Regions from separate parts of the Zea mays genome. Here region 1 is linked to region 2. A link is a contact called in public Hi-C data. All regions are on one chromosome and are shown on one strand. The core of a region is the stretch at or near the end of the contact, and the rest is flanking DNA. Distances in the headings are between cores, read along the strand shown.

The links. A called contact is a pair of places that touch in the nucleus more often than the background predicts.
Region 1: a contact with region 2 is called in a Hi-C map of ear, with 2.7 times the contacts expected there. The contact joins the promoter of LOC100286352 here to the promoter of LOC100273423 in region 2. A contact is called at or near these places in 2 of 25 Hi-C or Micro-C datasets (ear and tassel).

The regions. Positions count from the first base shown.
Region 1 is chr8:74,479,302-74,482,001 of Zm-B73-REFERENCE-NAM-5.0, reverse strand. LOC100286352 (oleosin Bn-V) reads left to right here and starts at 1,377. Exons shown (of 1, transcript NM_001159239.1): 1 at 1,377-2,280. The coding sequence starts at 1,455. The coding sequence ends at 1,928. LOC109941797 (protein CHUP1, chloroplastic-like) reads left to right here. Exons shown (of 19, transcript XM_023300878.1): 19 at 34-415. The coding sequence ends at 132.
Region 2 is chr8:74,202,749-74,205,448 of Zm-B73-REFERENCE-NAM-5.0, reverse strand. It overlaps LOC100273423, which reads right to left and starts at 1,284. Exons shown (of 1, transcript NM_001147860.1): 1 at 1-1,284. The coding sequence starts at 1,272. The coding sequence ends at 10.

The DNA.
Region 1 (2,700 bases), core at 128-2,627, 280 kb before region 2:
CGAATCAGTAACTTATTCATCTACCTTCTGCAGTTTGCTGGGGGATTTGATGCAGAAAGCATGAAAGCTTTTGAAGAGCTAAGAAGCAAGATGAGTACACATAAATCTGCTCCACAGATATCTGAAGGCTGAAGCATGAGTTGAACACAGGATTCAACACACATCTGGTCTTACTTGCTGGATACTGATTTTTAGTTGTGTACAAAAGAGAAGTTTAAATTCCAGTGTGGTGTCAAGCAAGTTGTATATGCTAAGAGAATACAAGTCATCAGGTTATGTTCATTTATTTTTTATGAAAGTAAGGGCAGGACAGGTTATGTTCATGCATATAACAGTTTTAGCTCAAGTGTATACCTTTTCATTTTAAAGGCTGTAACTGTAAACAGGCAGCTCCAGAAAATGAATCACTTGGGCATGTTTTTGTTGCTACGCATATACTACTAATAAAATGTCAAAAGCGTCCATTCGGTTAGTCCGGTACCCATGGAGATAATTCGTCTGAATGAACCTTGCCGTCTTTGTTAAAAGAAAAAAAAATTACTTTGTGCCTCACCGCATTCGATACTTTGAAGAAATTGACCCGTTACCAGTTACCACCCACGCACATACAGTGCTAGAACAGCAGATCTGACTTGAAGAAGCATATATCAAGACAAAAGTCCACCTGAACGGAGACAGTCGAGGTTGTGGCGGAGAGCTCCACCTGAACGCCGAAGTGGAACCGAACAGTTCCAGTGGTTGGCCGTGGCGAGCTGGCCACCTACTAGTCTCCGGGGAGGGGGCTGGCTCCAGCGCCTCCGAGCGCGGTGCCAGTGTCGCCGTCGCGTGGGTTCCGGTTCCGGCCGCCGCCGCTTGCCGGGGAATCCAAACGGCAGACGGGGTCGCCGTGACCGTGAATCGTGTTTACTTGGGCCTTATCTAGGCCACAACGTTTGTGACTCTGTGAGCTTATTGTTTGGGCCCATCTCTTTGGCGTGTCTGAGAACGAATTTTATCATCAAGCCCACGAAGCCAAACCAGGATCCTACCCACCTAGCACATACTAGTGAAGAAGGTAAACAAAGTGTATTTTCATGTTAATTCACATGCGCGTGGTCGACACCACACCACACGACTTAAAACTCGGTGTTATGTTCTACGACCACAAGAGCCATGTTAATTTTAAGCCGTGTCTGCGCCATGATCCGAAGAGCGCGTACAGTGAGAGAAGAAACGCACGGCCGCCAGCAGCTGCCGCGGGAGCGAGGCAGCACGTCCGTTGGTCGGCCCGGGCGGGAGCGAGGCACACGTCGCGCATGCACGCGCGGCGCCCGGACACGTGCCGGCGCGGGCACGTCCCTCTCCGCGCCTTATACTCCTCCCCGCCATTTCCCAGCAGCCACAACAAGACAGAGAGATACCCGATCGCCACCGCCGACCGGACTCCCCTCAAAGGCGGCCACAGCACAGCGAGCATGGGAGACCGGCATCAGCATGGGCCTGGCAGCGGCGTGGAGGACCCGGCGACGCTGCTGCGGCGGGTGCAGACCCGCGCGCCCAACTCGACGCAGGTGGTGGGGTTCCTGACGCTGCTCGTCTCTGGCGCCGTGCTGCTGCTGCTGACGGGGGTGACGCTGACGGGCGCCGTGGTGGCGCTCGTCTTCCTGGGCCCCATCGCGCTGCTCACCAGCCCCATCTGGGTGCCCGTCGCCGTCGTGATCTCCGCCATCGTCGCCGCCGCGCTCTCCGCCTGCGCCTTCGCCGCCGCCGCGCTCCCCGTGGCCACCTGGATGTACCGCTACTTCACGGGCCGCCACCCCGTGGGCGCCGACCGGGTGGACTACGCGCGCAGCCGGATCGCCGACACCGCCAGCCACGTCAAGGACTACGCGCGCGAGTACGGCGGATACCTGCGCACCCGCGCCAAGGACGCCGCGCCCGGCGCGTAGGCGCGCGCCGCCCGGCGTGCATGTGCTGCAACCCCCGTCCGTGGTGCCGCTAGCTATAGGTCATCATTGCTGTCGTCGTCGTCGTCTTAGTTCCTCTTGCATTGCGTGTGCGTACTCTGCTCCAATCATCCCCCGCCCGTGTTGTCAAGCAATTTCTGGTCCTCTTGCTTGCTTTCTCTAGGAGATGCTGTTCATTTCGATCTCTTGGCGCAATTTGATCTTTCGCTTGGTGTAATTAGGTCATTAGTTAAATCATAAGAGACTCGTGTTCATGGTCTTTCTCACAACCTTAAAACAACTAATTGTTGTTGAAAAGAATATATATAGGTAACCTTGCTCAGTTTTCGTCGAACAGAATGATGGCAACCTTTCTTCTGCAAACAGTTGCAGATAATGCCTAGGATTTTTGTTCTCTGTGCTGAATCATCTATACAATCCGACGTATGTACTCACCTCCCGAGGTTGCTCCATCCCAAAACTGGAGTTGGCATAGCGTGGTCCCCGTACGATGCATAACAAGTGTCATACAGAAGGTTGTGTCATGTGTGTATCTAGTGTGCCACATGCTATAATCTCTGTAGTCTTTTAATTACCCTTTGGGGTGTTAAAGGGCGATCAGAGTGACATCAGTGATCTAAGGTACGTAGACCGCATAAATGGTCGTGTCTCGTGAACCCAAGCACGACTTATTATGGACCTCAGACTGACTTAGTATGGTTATTGTGGTGACATGCAGTACATGTGCTGAGCTAAAATGCTCGACCAATATAGT
Region 2 (2,700 bases), core at 35-2,534:
AGCGCCACGTCACGCGCCACGGCGAGCTCGAACCCTCCGCGCGCGCCTCGCGTGCCCGCCACGCCGTGCAGGTACACCTCGAGGTTGTGGCAGGTCCGCTCGCGCCCGGGGCTCCTCAGGTACGGCGACTCCCCCGTGTCGACCGCGAGCTCCGCGCCGACGTCGTGGTAGAACACGGCCGGGTACTTGGGCACGACGTCGCGGGCGTTGCGGACGCGGAGGAGCCGCAGCCCCGGGACAGCGTCGAACCGCTTCCTGAAGCCAGCGCCGCCGACGCGCGGGCTGGCGAACGCGAACGCGGTCACGGGGCAGGCGGCCGTCGCCGTCGCCGCCACGTTGTAGCCGTTGGCGGCGATGTCGAACGCGTTGAGCGTGGCGAGCGCCGCGCCGAGGCTGTGGCCCGTCACGGTGACGCTGAGCTCCTCGTCCTTGTACGCGTCCACCAGCCTCCGCACCTCGCCCAGCGCCTGGTCCCGCGCGCTGTCCTGGTTGTGGCTGGACGCGGGGTCGGCGGAGGTGTACATGGACAGCCAGCCGCGGTGCACCATGGCGTCGCAGGCGTCGCCGTCCCCGAGGCGGCCTTCCGTCGGCACCATGGGGAACTCGAGGTCGTCGGGCGTCGGCCCACTCCAGCGCCTCCACGGTGCCGCGCCACGCGACGACGATGTCGCGGCGCCCGAGCGCGGCTTTCCCCTCGTCGGTGGCCGCCGCGACGTAGCCGATCCAGTTAGACTCCCTGCACCGCCGGCGCGACCCGGCCACGGACCAGAGCATGAAGGCGGCCGGCACGGCTACCGACGACGTGGCGTACAGGAACCTGGTGACCCGGTACGCGGCGGCGTGCGCCGGCAGCCGCGCCCGGTCGAAGAAGCGCGCCCTGGCGAAGCGGGAGAGCCCCGCGTGCGGCGACGCGCGCTCGCAGTTGAAGGCGTCGTAGGTGGCCTGCGCCATCTCGCCGTAGCGGAGCACGGTGCGGCGCAGGTCGAGGTCCAGCGGGTCCAGCAGCCCCGTCCAGCTGTTGTCGCCGCCGTGGAGCTCGCGCCACCGCCGGGCCGTGTCCCCGAGGCCGCCGTGCTGGGACATGTTGCTGGGCACGTAACGCAGCTCGCTCGCAGTTGCCTTGCTGGTGCTTCTTCTGGTGTACACAGTGACGGTAGCTTGCTCGGGGGTTTGCTTCTGATTCTGACGACGAAGATTGCAAACGGCAAAGGCATGACATGGATCGTGCTGGGACTGGGTCATGGAACGGACATGTCTGGTGCGCAGCTGCATGCCCAAACTAGGTAGAGGTGCGAAAGGTGAAGCGGGGCACGTTTCGTGTGCAGCTGCATGGCCGAGGGCAGGGTGAACGGAAGAGGTGAGCGGAGAAATGCGGGGCACGCCAGCCACACGGCAAACAGCACAACGCAAACAGAACTGTATGCGCAGCGGTTACGCAGTTACGTCACTGATTCCTGGCTGCCCCCGAACTTCATTTTTCAAGAAAAGGAAAAAAGGAAAAGTATAAAGGTTATTGCCATGGGCTAGGCCCAATCAATGAATCCTCTGAAGTATGGCCTGCCATGAGTCAGGACCCGGGCCGAGGGTCTAGTTGGGCCTGCAGTTCAGTTCTCCGTGTGGTGTGGTGTTGCCTGTTGGTGGATTCGGCTGTCACAGACACAGAAGTGTTAATTGTTAAATAACCCTAGTTAGGGTTATGTGAGCAAATATCTGCTTTGTCTCTGAGGAGTCTCATATCTCTATATAAGGAACATGTACACTCCCTCATAATACAGAGAAGAGAAAGAGGCCAGAGGTCCAACCATATACCCTGTGTCTCGTATGTTTATTATGTCGTGCTTATGAGAAGGGAGACGAATCTTCTACAGCATCTCGCGCCTAATCTGCTAACGGGAGTGAAAGGAGCGGATCTGGTGGTCCGTGGTAACATAGTTCTCAACACGTTATCAGCACGCTCTATCTCGACGTTGCTGCGGATTCGATCGGCATCAACTCTCCATCAAGCCGGCATGTCCCTCGGTCTAGCCGAACTGACCTACGCGACAGGCTTCGATTCTCCCTGTACACAATAGAACGGTAAATTTACTGTTCTTGATATGTTGTTGTGCAAGTGCCGTGAACCGTGTGCGACAAACTGCCATCACCATCGTGGTGTTGCGCCCGGGCAAGCGTCGCTACCGTCCAGTCCTGCAACACCGAAGAGCGATATTACAATGTGTCGTCCGATGTCCGTCGTATGTGGCAAGCGGTCAGATCTAGTCCCGATAAAAAAGAGAGTACTCGGTCAAAGAAGCTGCTAAAAAGATGGATCTAGTTGGTGGCCATGCACGCCTTCCACACCTGGTGACGCATGAGTGCATGCAGCTAGAAAAAAAGATTACCATATTACCTATTAATTCTCGTTGAATCAAGTAGGTCTAATTTTAATTTATACGCATCCTCCATATGATTAATTCTATTTATTTTATGTTGCAAATAATAAATAGAGTGAAGCATGTTTTATGTTGTATTGCACTGGACGGCTCCGTCCAACACTCGTTTCTTGCCGTGAAAAAAGGTGAGGGACCACTTCCGTTTGACCAACCAGAAACGGCTAGAGACGCCCACGCACAACATGAGCGGATGCGGATAATTACATGTGTGATTTTTCTATAATATTTTATGTATGCAAATAATAAATAGAATAAGACATGCTTTCTG